Regions from separate parts of the Pan troglodytes genome. Here all the other regions are linked to region 1. The links are chromatin contacts, called in public Hi-C maps. All regions are on one chromosome and are shown on one strand. The core of a region is the stretch at or near the end of the contact, and the rest is flanking DNA. Distances in the headings are between cores, read along the strand shown.

Region 1 (3,480 bases), core at 418-2,917:
TTACAGTGAAAAAGGAACTTTTACAACATTGGTTCACTTCAGCCTCTCACCTTCACCACATCAATCCTGTCAAGGAGGAATTACTGCAATTTAGGGAACAGGGAGACTGAGGGTCTGGTCACTCAAGGCTATGGCTGGTGTTGAGATTTTCCCAATATTCCATTTTTCCAAAGCCCACAGTGGATTTGGTTCAGTTTTGGTGTTGAGTGTATTCCTGTGTCTCCTAATCCTATGAAAATTAATGGAAAAGTGTTAATTGGGCATCAATTCATGCTTAACATTAATCTCAGTATTTGATGAACCACAACTTTATGTTGCCCCTCATGCCGTATTAACTCAGTTTATTGCAACAATTTAAAACGATACAGATTTAAAACAATATGGGTAATTGTATCCGTATTGTTTCAAATGCCCCATAAATTGAAACCAGCCCGAATTTGGGCAGTCTGGAATCTGCCGGAGAAACTTTCATGCGATGCCTTTGGAAGGCTACAGACATCGTCTTTTTGGAGTTTTCAGTGCATGAAGGTATGCAACCGCATTTATTAAGCACCTACTGTATGCCAGAACCCATGCTGCACAATACTACTGCTGCTAAGGTGGGAGTGATTCTGAAGCCTTCTGCCACCCTGGCTACCTCTGCAGGTCGTGAGGGGTCTTGGGCTATTTCAGTATCATGCACTTTACTATCCTGGCATACAAAGGCTGGGTGAGAAATAAAATATATAACGAACGGATTACACAGGGGTTTCCTGAAATAACCACCCTTCCCATCCATCCCAGAGACACCCCAAAAGTACTTCTCGTTATATACAAACATTTGCTTTGAACCTCAATCATGTGACCTTGACTCCTATAACCTATCTTATTACATTTTTAAAACACTGTATGATTAACGCGGAAACCCTTTCTTCGGCACTTTCTCGCCACTGGAATCGCGTCAGTTTCTCAAAGTTCCAAAATAACCTTTCCCGGGCACGGATTGGTACCTCTACTGGGGAAGGGCGGGGAACCGCGCAAGACGTGCCGGTGTGGAGCGAGAGCCAGAGAGAACTTCCAGCGCAAAAGGAAAATAAAACTTGTGGCTGGTGTTTGTGCAGGAGGGTCTCCGCCATCCGGAAGCCCCCCGATCCTGGGGCGTCTCGGGGGCCGCCAAAGGAGCGCCAGGGTGTGGGTTTGCTCCCGACGTCCTTGACCTAAATTTCTGAGCGGTGGCTGGAAACAGGGCACAGCGGAGGGCGGGCGGCTGGTGCCATCCCCGGATCTCGGCGGCAGGGGCCGGCAAACTTGAACGGAGAGGGCGAACTAGAGAGGGTGGGGGGCGTCTTCTCCCAGGTCCGGGTGAGGAGCCGCAGCAAGCTCCCCGCGCCTCCCCTCCCCCGATCCACCCGCCCCCCGCAGCCCATGTGATCCAGGGAAGTCGGGGTGCGCTCCCCCTCGCCCTGCGCCCTGCCGGCCGGGAGGCGGGGTCCCCTCCGCCCGCGGGGTTCGCGCGCCACCCTTGTGGGTCCGGCCGTGGGGGGCCGAGTGTGCGCGCGCGGGCAGGCGGGGGCCGCACGGGGGTGCGTGACGTCACCGGCATTGGTTACACGACGTTCTAGAACTCCGCCCCACGTGCGCCGGGGAGGAGGGGGAGGAGGAGGAGGAGATGGGGGTGGGGAGGAGGAGGGGGAGAGGTGGGGATGGGCCGGGGGGGCGGGGACGGGGGGTGTGCGAGGCAGCGGGGCTGAGCTAAGCCGAGCCCACGTGTGACGGCTCTCGCCGCTGCCCCGGCTCCGCCGCTCGCAGAGAGATTCGGAGGAGCCCGGGCGGGGGGGAGGAGGAGGGGGAGGAGGGAGCGGAGATCTCGGGGCTCGGAGCCGGCCGCCGCTCCGCTCCGATCGCTGTGGGGCTCGGTTTTTTGGGGGTGGGGGGGCGGGGGGGCTCAGATATGGAGGCAAATGGGAGCCAAGGCACCTCGGGCAGCGCCAACGACTCCCAGCACGACCCCGGGTAAGTTTCCAGCCGCTGCCCACCGCGCCGCCTTGGGCTCGCTCTCCTTGCAGCGGCGGGGACGGCGGTGCGCGGAGCCGGGCATCTCCCGCGCCCCCCCGCCTCTCCCGCGCGCCCCCCCCGTGGAAGTTACACACCTTTGGATTGCATTTCGCCGTCACCTTCTCCCCCACCCCACCTCCCGGCTCTCGCTCGCTCGCTCCCCCCCGCTTTCCTTTTAGCTTTTGTAAGTTACACGTCAAAATGGCCGATCTGACATCGGTGCTCACTTCTGTTATGTTTTCTCCCTCTAGTAAAATGTTTATCGGTGGACTGAGCTGGCAGACCTCACCAGGTAAGGGAGGGAGGGGGGGACGCCTGGGTCCCCCCCTTCTTGGCTTCTTTATTGCTCTTTGTTATCCCGGTGTAGGAGCCCCCCCCCCGCCATTGGCTCCCCACTTCTCCTGTGCAAGGTTATTTTTTTTAAATAGCAAATCCTTTCTGAGCCCTCTATGCGACCTCTGTTGCCGAATTTCCCCCGCGTGTGCAAAAAATGCAAAAACAAAACAGAATAACAACAGAAAACTACTTTTGGATTTTGTCCTTGATCAAAATTTGCATTGCTTTTTTTTCCCCACACCTTCTCTCCCCCCCCATCTCTCTCTTTCTCTCTCTACAGATAGCCTTAGAGACTATTTTAGCAAATTTGGAGAAATTAGAGAATGTATGGTCATGAGAGATCCCACTACGAAACGCTCCAGGTAAACCATTCCCTTCTGGATTTTGTCTTTATTTTAGAACAAAGTTTAAGTTTTATTTTTGGAGGTGTCTTCGGAAGTAGCTAAGCGGATTAGAATGGGGCTCAGGCGCGTGGCTGATCTCGAACGGCGCTCTATACCACCCCCACCGCCCCCTAGTAACCCCAGAGGTTATTGTTAATTGGAGCTGAACTCTGGATACAGAGATACCCATCTCTCTGCTTTAAGTCATTTTCCCGTCGCTTCTTTTTCTCTGTTTAAAATGACATTCAGCTTCATTTACTTTCGCATAGTTTTTTTTTTTTCTTTTGATCTTAATGTGTGTTTCCCCCACACTCCCAGCTCCCCAAACTCTTAAGATCCCTCTTGGAAAGATGGTGGTAAATCTCTTCTGAGTGCCGGGCTTTCTTCGGAATAAAACAAAGCGTTAAGAAAGGGAAGGGGAGGAGGAGAGGAAACTGAGGTGGCCAAAGAGTGGAGGCACCAGCATTTTCCAAGTTACCTCCACCCTCCCTGCCCCCGTTCCACTTCCCCCGTTAACCTTGATGTTTTTTCTTGCGAGGTGGAGGGCTGTAGGCAGGAGGGGAATTGGAGGAGGGGAGTGGGAGGTGAGGGTGCGTGGGGGACAACTTTTGCTCCTCATTCAGCCTTAGGTCTCACTCCTGGTTGCTTTCAATGGTGTCACATTTTCTTGTTTGTTTTTCTCCCTCTTTGTCTCCTTTCAGAGGCTTCGGTTTCGTCACGTTCGCAG
Region 2 (3,480 bases), core at 322-2,821, 420 kb after region 1:
GATTCTTGGGCTTTCCTAGGTCAGCCATCAGAGTATTTTATTGATGGGCAGGAAGTTTCTCCTTTTATCCAATGTGAAATACCACCAACTTTCATTCAAGTGCATCTCCTCTTGCCGTCCTCGGTGAGATCGGTGTCCTTACTTTTCTGGTCCCCATTCCCGGGAGTCCTTTCTTCAGGCCCAAGATGATTAAATGCACCAAATGGATAAATTGGGTTTTTTGTCAATCACCTCCTGATTCATATGGCAAGTGAATTGCATTTTCCTATGTCAGATTTTCCTAAATCTGCATGTGGTACCTGCCTTATTGGCCTCTGCATACATAACTATTTCAGAAATAGGGTGTATTTGTTTTAAACTTGACAAGTTACAGAGCTCTGTCTCTTTTTCATTCTTGAAGCAGTCCCATGAGTCAGATTGAATAAGGAAAGCATCACTCACTTGCTACAGATGAGGACTTGGGCTTGTGAGTGGCTTCTTAGCCCAAGGCACCTGACTGTAAGAGCAGAGCTGGGGTCACAGTCAGGTCTTCTGCCTCTGAGTCCAGTACTCCCTTTCTTTACATCATTGCTGCCTCTCTGTGGGTGCCACCTTGACTGGGAAAGCCCAGAGGATATTGGAGAGTGAGGATGAGGGGCAAAGAGGAACCTGCCATGGATGCTGCTGATGAAATGAACCTGTTCACCGCAATGAGCCCCCAAACTGCCATCCTAGAGCAGGGCTTGTCCCAAGCCACTTAACGCTCATAGCTCCTGCTGCAAAAATGCCAAGGTGTTTGCAAGACGTTGTCCTCTTCTGGGACAGGAGTCATAATATCCAATTTATAAACCTCAGCACTGTTTATTTATTCAACAAAGTGTGCTCCCTGCCCCCGCCCCCTCACACGCACACCCTAGCTGAGCAGTAGACAAGGTGCCCTTGCCCACTAAGAGCCGTGTCCCATCCTCTCTTCCCAAGCTGATCCTGGTATATGGGACCAATTCTGGCCCCCCAAAATAAGTCTCCGTGCCTGGGGAAAGGCACCGTTCGCTTAGAAGGATCACTGAGAATTGACTGGAGAATGACTTCCACAGAAAGCACCCTCAGGTGAGAGATTTGGCTTCATGCCTTCCCCCACCCCCCAACCCCACTCCCCACCTCTCCTCTTAGAGGGAGACGGGTTCTCAAATGACCCCCTTTCCTGCGTAGCCAGCCAGTGTTCAGTTTGTGGAGTTACGCTGAGTTTGCAAAAGAAGAAAATTGTTTTGTCCCTAATGCCTTCCCACTGTCAGACAGCAGGAACAGCTACTGACAAGTTTATGTGCCAAGTGGCAGTCCCCATTCTCTCCTAAGCAGCCAGAGCCGTTGCTTTTTATGAGTCTTCTCAAAGATGCATGGGTTTCCAGATGGCTCGTTCGGGGACTTTAACATGCTTTCTGGAGCCTGGGTCTTCTGCTCACAGAGACAGACAGAGAGAAGTGTCGACTGTGGAAAATAGAGGCTCCTCTCTTCCATGCGCCCAGCCTTCAGGGATGCGGGTTCCACTGCCCAGAAGCCTAGCTAGAGGCGGGACCAGCCAGAACTGGGTGCTTATTGCCTGCTGGCTGCGCCCTCTAGTGGGGACCCAGCAGCCCTGTCTTTCACCCCTGGCTGGGGGACATCTGCAAGGTGACTTTGAGCTGAGGCTCCGGCATCGTGATGAGCAAGTGCATAATACAACGGGACTTGGGATTTGAAAGCTGCATTCTAATACAGTGTCTTCTCCACGGTGATTTTAGTGTCATTTGATGGAGGAGGACTGAGCAAGGAGGGGTAATATAGACCTAACATGAGCTGCTTATTGTGAAATTCCCTTCAGGCCGACTCAGAAACCACAGGCCTCCCCACACACAGGAATGGGAGCGGTTGCCAAGGATGGGCATAATACCAACAGCCCTTTTGTCTTCTAACTAAGCCTGCAGAAGGGGGCATTTCTGAACAGCACCGTTCTGTGGGCATGCTATATCCTGTCTCCGAGGCTGCTTCTGCTGGCTAGATTAGTCTCTAGGTGGCTCTCCTGCTGGAAGAAACGGAAACCTAAACCTGCCTCTCCCCACCCATTAGTTAGGTGGGCCTGCCCAACACCTTCCTGAGTTCACATCCGGCCAGACAAGAAAGAAGCCAAAAAACTTTCTTTCCGTCTACCACTGCGCCTCCTCATGCCCACCCCATCCTATTAGCCTAAAATGGAACAGGCTAATTAGTTTATTTGTATAGGGAGGGGTTTCAGCTGCCTGGACAAAACCAGGAGTCCACTGTCCAAGCTTCTTCTGTTTTCCTGAGCTCAGAAGAAAAAAGTGTGTTAGACTAAGATAATACCACCTTTTGAATATCTCGGCTTCATATTTGCCTCCATGAGTGAGAGGGCCAAGTATTATCTGCAAGTTGAATCTTCTGTATTCAAAAATCTCCATCTCTTTTGTCTGCCAGCGCATTCCCAGATCAGCCGTTCACTTGCTCTAAGCCTCTATAATTTATTTTTTTCTTTTCTCTTTAACCTGCTCTTTCCATTGGCCAGTTTATTCATTTCTCAGCTACAGCTTCAGAGGGGCTCACCTTCGGGCTTCCCGCCCCAAGGGCATCTGGAGGCTTCAGTTCTGTTTTCTCTGCTGAGTCAGGAGCCAGGCCCAGCTTGATTTGGTCTCCCGTGTATCTTTGTGTCTCTGTCTCAGTCTCCTGCCAGTGTGCCTTGGGTGCCTCATCAATCTCTTCCCATCCCTGTGACAACTGGGTGAAAATCAATCCACTTCTGGCTCTTCCAGGCCCACCAGAACTGAGGGCCTCAAATCACAGGCCCCTGGGCAAGGGAGGGGCCAAAGCCAGGAGTGACCCCACCTGCATCGATGTTCTTTGCCTCTGCCATTGAAGGCAACTGGTCATAGGGCAGAGGGGGAGAAGCCAAGGGAGGCAGAAGGGAGAAGTGATTGTTGCAAGGAGCAGCCCTCTGGAGCCAAAGATGTGAAAGTGTGACTCTCAGAATGTCTGGTTCTTTAAGACGGGTTAGCCATAGCCCAAAGGTAGCCAGCCCAGACTCACCTTGAGGCTTAAAAATCAGTAAGAACTTCCTTTAACAATTAAAAAAATATTGTTTTCCATTTTGGAAAAGAAAATAAAGTTTAAACTACTAAGGAGAAATAAAGGTGAGACAAAATTAACCTGGTTAACTGGTTGACAGGCTGCGGCCCTCATTAGGGTCAGAATGATGGGATTGGGGGTGCCGAGGCAGTGTCACCTTCTGCTGCCCCCCGATCTGCAACCCCACCACTCTCTGGATTTGTGCGTGTCAAGTCCACTCTCTCTGTAGCAAAGGTACATCCTGAGCTTGCTGTTCTCACTCTGGAGCTGACATTGCAGGATAACCAAGAGAAAGCAGGTGTTTTGGTCAGCTATGGTTTAGCTATGAATTGGTTCAGTCGGTATGTTCTGCATTCATACTTCTTTGTCTTTTTTTTTTTAAACAAA
Region 3 (3,480 bases), core at 703-3,202, 340 kb after region 1:
ACCCCTCCCTCCCTGTGGGATTGCGGGAGGGTGCTGGCTCTTAATCCATTCTACTGGGGCCAGTTAGGATCTGGGCCCTAGGAGGGTGGGGCTGGGGGAAGGGGATTAACCAAAAAGATTAAGTTCCTGGCTGAGTGCTCCAGGGGTCCTTGACTGGGTGGGAGTTTTAACCTGAAGTTTTTAAGGCTCCTCCCAACCCAGGATTCCTGAGACATACCCCAGTAGGGTGAGCTGAATGCCCTCAGGAAACTGAAAGTGCTTAAAGGAGCGCTTGAGGAAAAAATACCCCAAAGCCCAAAGAGAAGTGGCTTGGGGCCGTGTCGGTGTGGCTCTTCTCCAGCTCTGCAATGATCAGTGGGACCAAGGGCCAAGGAGAAGGAGATGCCCAAAGAGAGGGAATAGGATAGCGTTCCCAGCAGCTTTCTCTCAAAGGACCTGGTTTAGGGGGTAGGGGGTATAAACCTGGTGAAAGGTTTTTTTGTTGGACAGCATTTCAAACGACGTATCCTGTCGGATGTCTGCTTCAGGCCTCTGAGGTAACTGAGAACCTAGCTTTTACTGGGTGACACTGGGAGAAACTCGGCATCTTTGAGCCCCTCCAGCAGACACTCATGTCCACTTTATGGTACATCTGATGCTGCCTTATGTATCTACAACAGGCTGGACCGTGTATGCTGGGAGCACTGGCCCAGTATTTGGTGGGTGGTGGTAGCAAATGACATGATAAAGATCACGATTGCTGTGTTTCGTGGTCCTAGCCCTCTGTTTTACTGGAAATGGTTTGAGAGCAGATAGTAGCCTTTTTTATTCTCATACCGAAGAATCTGCTAGTCCCTGCAGGAGCTATGCTAAAGGAGCTCCACATATCAGCTCCCTGTTTCCTGGTGTTCCTTAGAAGATGGTGATGTTAGAGTTGGATGCATGAGAGTCAGAAGGGACCTGAGAAATTCCCTCTCCGTCTTGTGTTGCAGGGACCCAAAATAGACACAGAGTTTGAAAAGGAAGCATCTGTATTTTGCTCATTGACTGGAAACACAATTATCATAATATAATTTTGATAGAACAGCCATTCAGTTTTTGTCTTCCTGCTTGGTGTGTCTGGCTTAGTGTTCAGCCAGGTTCATACCTTTGGGGAGAAGAGTGTCTTAGCTGGGGCGGCTATAATGAAGTACCATGGTCTAAGAAAAACGGTTTATTTCTCACAGTTCTGGAAGCTGGCAGTTAAGAGCAGGGTGCCAGCATGGTCATTTCTGGGAGGGCCCCCCTTCCTGTGTACAGACAGCTGCCTTCCTATTGCATCCTCACATGGTAGAGAGAAAAAACAAGCTTTCTAGTGTCTTTCTGTAAGGGCACTAATTCCATTTATGAGGGCCCCATCCTCACGAACTCATCACCTCCCAGAGGCCTGAACTCTTAATACCATCACATTGGGAGTTTGGATTTCAACATGAATCTGGGTGGGGGGTCGGGGGGCAGCAAGGGGCAGCCACAAACATTCAGATGGCAGCAGACAGCCTTGTGAATCCTGATTTGGGTTGTGACAGGAGGTGTGAAACCCAGGGTCCAGTTCTACCACCTTCATTTGCAGATGCAAAAGTTGAGGCTCAGAGAGGGGAAGGGGCTCCCCCAGATTAAACATAAAGTAGATGCACAGTGAGAAGTGGAAGCCAGGTCTCAGTCTCCCCATCAGTGTGTCTGCCCCCATGGCCTGTGCTCCCTCGCCATGTTAACGCTACCATGTGGCAGCTGCATCCCATCCAAGGAGGGTGCAACCCTGCATGGGGCCATGTGGTAAAGCAGCACTTACTGAGTGGGGTCACAGATGGGGCCACATGCTGGAAACGCTGTCGGAGGCGGGAGGAGAAGAAAGAAAGGGGCAGGAGGGTAGGAGAGGAACTGAGGATACTGAGCAGCAGTCGCCTGCCAAAATTCTTCAGTGCAGCTTGTCTAGCAAAGCCGGTCTCCAGCAGAGTAAATACAGTGGATAGCTGACGGGCTGACAGCAGGCATCAAACAGTCTTAAACTGCCCCAAATCCAGAGCGCTTTTGAAGCAGCAGTATAAAAAGGATGCCTGCGCGGAACAGAGGCCTGAAACTTTTAATAGTTTCTTCCAGGCCTCAGGATGTCCTGATGAGGTATTAGAGGAAGTAATTCAGGAAGAAAAGGACAAATAACCACCTCCGTCTGGAGGCCGACCCGAGGGCTGGCCAGGGCTGCTCGCGGAAAGGGCAAGCGTGGCCCCGCAGTGATCCACGAGGCTCTGGTTAGCCCACCCGCCTGCTGCCGTGCACAGAGCCGCGGGGCCCTGACCCTTGTAAATAACAGACAAGTAAATTTCTTGTTTGCTTCGGGGCAAATGTAAACCACACAGTGCCCGCTGCATGTGGGTGAAATCATTAACTTTTCCTCGCTGTCGGAAGGGTGCTCAGTACAAATTAGAAATCATTGCCTCCAACCTCAAGGTCCTCCCAAGGATCCGCCTACCTACCCCCAGACCAGGAGGCTGTCAAGACCTCAGGACGTCAGAGAAAAACCTGGGCCTGCCAGAACTGAACTCACCCCGCCTCTCTTTGTTTTTTCTTCTCTCTCTTTTCCTTTAGGGTTTGGCTTTGTCACTTTTGAGAATGAAGATGTTGTGGAGAAAGTCTGTGAGATTCATTTCCATGAAATCAATAATAAAATGGTAAGTGTGTAGGGGTTGCGCTGAAATGGAATGCCCCCTTTCTCTACGTACACACCCAGTCTTGCAGACTGCTCCAGCCCATCATCAGGCTGGAGTGGGCAGGGGTGGGGAGGGGGCTAGATGCTCGGGGTCCAGGCCTGTGAACAGTAGCAGTTGTTTCATACTGAGGTGGACAAACTCTGTAAAGGGCCAAGTCGTGAATATTTTCATCTTTGCAGGCCATAAAGCTGACTGCAACTACCCAGTTCTGCTGGGTAGCGTCCATAGGCAATGCATACCTGAAGGAGTGGGGCTGTGTTTCAATAAAGCTTTGTTTATGGACACCAAAATTTGAACCTTATGTAATTTTCACAGATCACAAAATATTAACTTTTTAACCACTTAAAATGTAAAAACCAGGCCAAGCATGGTGGCTCACGCCTATAACCTCTGCACTTTAGAAGGCCAAGGCAGGAAAATCACTTGAGGCCAGGAGTTCGAGATGAGCCTGGGAAACATAGCCGGACCTCATCTCTTAAAAAAAAAAAAAAAAAAAAAAAAAAAAAAAAAAATTAGCTGGGTGCAGTGCACCTGTACCCCACCTACTCAGGAGGCTGAGGTGGGAGGATCACCTGACCCCAGGAGGTTGAGGCTGCAGTGAGCCATGATCACGCCACTGTACTCCAGCCTGGGCAACAAAGTGAAACCCTGTCTCAAAAAAAATAAAAATAAAATAAAATGTAAAAACCGTTCTCAATTCTTGGACTTTACATAAACAGGCAGAAGGGCGGGATTTGACCTATGAGTCGTAACTTGC
Region 4 (3,480 bases), core at 335-2,834, 300 kb after region 1:
GCCGTCCTGGACCTGCCTCCATCCCCGGAGGTCTTGGCTCATGGGCTTTCTTGATCTCTGAGTGTCTTTTTTAATCCCTATTGCCCAGCAACGGCTTCCTTGGTTAGAGACAGTCTGGCAAGTTTCCTCTGGTTCAAACTTACGTTTGAAGTTTTTCCACAACCAGAAGGTGATTATCTGGCTTCTGAGCTTCACCCAACCCTCTCTGAGCCCCAACATGGGGGAACATTGGTCTCTTCTTTCTGTGACTGGTCATCTTTTACAGCTTTGATTCATGCTCTTAGTTTCCAGTTTTATATGTGCTTAAGCATTATAAGACACCTCAGTATTTTTAGGAAATAAGTGGGGACGTAAATATAAACAGCCCGGAAATCACTGCCCCTAGAATTCACAGAGTGGAAGAACCAAGCTTTTTAGGGCTGATGTGGTGTGGGCTGGGAGACTTCTCTTTTGAGAGGCTGATACTGGTCTTTGAATGAACTCTTTACCCCACCAAAAGTAGAAAAAGGATTCCAGTGACTTCAGAAATTTTTGTTGTTGTTTTGAGAATGTTGGCACCACTGGGAATAATGAGAGACGCCTGGCCTATTCAAAAGTGGCATCAGAAACCTCAGTGTTGGAAATGCAGCCTTTGGTTGTCCATCCCCGCAGCTAGAGCATGAGCGCCCCAAGGCCAGACTCGAGGGCTCAGCGCTTCAGTTGAGTAGTCCTGATTGAACTAGGCTCACGGGCACAGAGCACTGGACTGGGGACCATGGTGGATGCCAAGGCTCGACCAGTGCAAAATCACCCCAAACTGAAAGCTGTTTGGGAAGGCAGAATGAATGTATCATCTTTCACTCGGCAATTTTTCAAAATTCAGCCACAGGTCTTCCTGGACCCCTAGCCAGGTTTTGATTTTCTAGGCTGGGATGAAAGATGAAAGAGACGTTTATTTGGTGGGAGGGGGACTGGGACATTGAACTGCTTTTAAATGATGTTAAGAATCCCATTCTTCTCCCTGCTTTCCCACTTCTGCCCTGGTGTTGACTTTGAAAAACCTTCCAAGACAGGCTGAGGCTAAGGAGATGGGGGAGCTTTCCTGAGCAGCTTTCTGAGGTCCGTTTTTTTTCTTTTGAAATAGACTGGAAATCTGTCTCGACTCTGAATCATCCTTCGATTCTCATCGCGGAGGGGCAGAGAGGAGGGTGCACGGGCAGCCCAGCTCATGTGCCTTTGTGGCCATCCCTCCTCCTGGCCAAGAGATAACCGGTTGTTTTTGAAAGTCCTGTGTTTATCGCGAGAGAGCAGTGTGGTCAGAGAGGCGGTGAGGAAAGAGCCGGCAGCCCTTCTGTGATGGATGGGTAGCCGACTTTTCTTGTGAAGCAAAGGCAGCCCACAAGTTTGTCTCTTTCAAGAGAAGAAATTTAAAGCAAAGCTCCAGAGAGATAAGTTTTTTGAGTCTGGTCCTTCATGTAGGCTTAACAATTCTAGGAGGGCCCTGAAAATGGCAGAGACCTCAATTCTCCCCTCCCTCCCTGCCCCTTTATGGGCTCCCTAACTAGAGAGGTTTGCAAAGCTTAAGGGGATTAATGCTCTTTAAACCTCTGCACTGCTTCCTGCTCCTCATGGGATCCGGGTGCTAATAAAGATGTACCAGCTTGGAAAGGCTGGTAAACGCTGCTTTGTTGCCACGGCAACAGGCGAAACAAGAACGACACCAAGTATTGCTAAGAAGAGTCCTTAGGATCAAGAGTTTGGGGCGGGGGAGGGGGAATGGTTCTTAAAAATGCAGAGAGTCTTGGCAAGGTAATTAGACTTGGTGCTCTCAAAGTAAATTCATAGTTTTATGGAGCATTACTAGAGAGCCTTGTTACTTGCAAAGTCACCCTCCATCAAGTAGAAGGAACAGCTAAGAGCCGCCAGCATCTGCCGCCAGTTGCTCCAGTGAGGCTGGGGTGTTGCGTCCTGAGACACCATCCCCCCTCTCCTCCTCAGCAAGTAGTCAATGTGTGCACCCGCGCTTGTTTGGGAAGCGTTAAAAAGCTCTATTTCCTGCCTCCTTGGTGTTGAAAGATACGAGGGAATGTTCTACACCTGCCTTCTATCCGGGATGATGTTATTGTTTTTAACAAGGATGATAAGACAGTAGCTAAGCACTCCGTAAGCCTGTGTACTGGGCTGAGCAATTCCTTTGCTTTATCTCATTTCACCTTCAGGCTGACCCTGTGTGGTGTAGCTGTTATTATGCCTGTTTTTTCTGATGAAGAAACAGAAGGGTTAAGGAACTTGCCCATGGACGCACAGCCAATGACAGAGCTAGGGTCTGAACAGGTGTGGCTATAAAGCCTGGGCTTTGGCCCGTGGGCCATATCTTTACAGACTCACAACCATCCCTTCCTGCTGCTCGAATTTTCATTCTTGAGGCATGAGCAGCGCCTGCAGCCCCTGCTGGGATGTTTTGCTCAAACCTGCTGAGACTTCCAAGGGAGCCTGGGACTCTGCTCTCCTACTCCTTTCCTCCCTTGTGTTTGGGCACTCGGCTGAGCTCCTTGGAAAGATTTCTGCTTCCTGTGGGTGAGAAGTAGGGCAGTGTGAGGAGGCAGGGCTGCTAGGCTAAGATCCCAGGCTGCCCCACTGACCCATGTCCCTTCCTGGGTAATGGTGCCCAGTTGCTCAAGCCATACCTGAGGCTTCAGCCCGGGCCCCATCTCCCACACATCTAGCCAGCCTCCGCACCGCCAGCTCTGAGTCGCCCTGTCCTCTGCACCCACCGCCATGCTCTGTTTCAGGCACCTATCCCATCTGTCCCTGGCAGAGCAGCAACTCTCCGGGGACTCCTGCCTCCAGGCCTGTGACCCATTTAGAGGGATCTTTCAGAAATGTGATTCTGGTCGTGCCAAGTTTAGTGGCTGCCTGCTCAGGCGCCTCAGTGTGGCGTCCAGGGTAGGCGTGATGGAGCCTACCTCTCCATTCCCTGTCCGCCGGGGTTCCCTGCTCAGCGCAGCAGGGACCCCAGCAGCTCCTCAACCAGCCAGGTTCCCTGTCAACTTTTGCACATATTAACCCCTACCCACCTTTCCTTTGACAAACTCCTGAGGGTCCTCAGATGGGTGCCCCTTCCTCCCTCCTGAACCCCCTGAGCATGCCTCCATCATTATTTCCCTACACTGACTCCCCCAGTTACTATGAGGATCTTAACTGCAGGAGACCATATTCTGTTCCTCTTGGTGTCCCCAGTACCTGGGACATAATAGGTACTTGGTATATGCTTATTAACCAGAAGAGTGATGGTGTTTATCCTCACCAGGTTGCTATGGCAACAGATGCTGCAGCCCCTCGAGGCCAAGTGACTTGAGACCTTGGAGGTCCAAAGGTCACACAACTACCTTCCTGGAGCCCCACCTGGCATCCCCCTCTCCCTACAGCCAGGACAGGCTGCCCAGCCTCAGAACCACCACTTGTTGTGACTATTAAACCCCATGTCCCAGTGATGCCTGG

What was found. A called contact is a pair of places that touch in the nucleus more often than the background predicts.
Region 2: a contact with region 1 is called in a Hi-C map of stem cell-derived neural progenitor cells, with 2.9 times the contacts expected there. The contact joins the enhancer-like site here to the promoter of MSI2 in region 1. A contact is called at or near these places in 3 of 7 Hi-C or Micro-C datasets (blood, a lymphoblastoid cell line and stem cell-derived neural progenitor cells) and 1 of 1 datasets of contacts at active chromatin or transcription factors (stem cell-derived excitatory neurons).
Region 3: a contact with region 1 is called in a Hi-C map of stem cell-derived neural progenitor cells, with 2.5 times the contacts expected there. The contact joins the enhancer-like site here to the promoter of MSI2 in region 1. A contact is called at or near these places in 1 of 7 Hi-C or Micro-C datasets (stem cell-derived neural progenitor cells), 1 of 1 datasets of contacts at active chromatin or transcription factors (stem cell-derived excitatory neurons) and 1 of 1 other capture datasets (stem cell-derived neural stem cells).
Region 4: a contact with region 1 is called in a Hi-C map of stem cell-derived neural progenitor cells, with 2.0 times the contacts expected there. The contact joins the enhancer-like site here to the promoter of MSI2 in region 1. A contact is called at or near these places in 1 of 7 Hi-C or Micro-C datasets (stem cell-derived neural progenitor cells) and 1 of 1 datasets of contacts at active chromatin or transcription factors (stem cell-derived excitatory neurons).

The regions. Positions count from the first base shown.
Region 1 is chr19:70,375,591-70,379,070 of NHGRI_mPanTro3-v2.0_pri, forward strand. It overlaps MSI2 (musashi RNA binding protein 2), which reads left to right and starts at 1,668. Exons shown (of 14, transcript XM_063799024.1): 1 at 1,668-1,992; 2 at 2,286-2,326; 3 at 2,651-2,732; 4 at 3,455-3,480. The coding sequence starts at 1,931. It overlaps LOC134808890 (a long non-coding RNA gene), which reads right to left and starts at 1,376. Exons shown (of 3, transcript XR_010153020.1): 1 at 990-1,376; 2 at 51-229.
Region 2 is chr19:70,791,295-70,794,774 of NHGRI_mPanTro3-v2.0_pri, forward strand. All of the region lies in intron 11 of MSI2 (musashi RNA binding protein 2), which reads left to right. Among named protein-coding and RNA genes, the nearest start is that of CCDC182, 73 kb to the right of the region's middle. Within about 2 kb of position 1,572, at least 8 of the 24 cell types and tissues checked have an H3K27ac peak or open chromatin away from gene starts, as enhancers often do. A contact at or near this core is called in stem cell-derived neural progenitor cells, where this site is marked.
Region 3 is chr19:70,715,134-70,718,613 of NHGRI_mPanTro3-v2.0_pri, forward strand. MSI2 (musashi RNA binding protein 2) reads left to right here. Exons shown (of 14, transcript XM_063799024.1): 8 at 2,602-2,684. Among named protein-coding and RNA genes, the nearest start is that of CCDC182, 150 kb to the right of the region's middle. Within about 2 kb of position 1,953, at least 3 of the 24 cell types and tissues checked have an H3K27ac peak or open chromatin away from gene starts, as enhancers often do. A contact at or near this core is called in stem cell-derived neural progenitor cells and stem cell-derived neural stem cells, where this site is marked.
Region 4 is chr19:70,673,452-70,676,931 of NHGRI_mPanTro3-v2.0_pri, forward strand. All of the region lies in intron 7 of MSI2 (musashi RNA binding protein 2), which reads left to right. Among named protein-coding and RNA genes, the nearest start is that of CCDC182, 190 kb to the right of the region's middle. Within about 2 kb of position 1,585, at least 4 of the 24 cell types and tissues checked have an H3K27ac peak or open chromatin away from gene starts, as enhancers often do. A contact at or near this core is called in stem cell-derived neural progenitor cells, where this site is marked.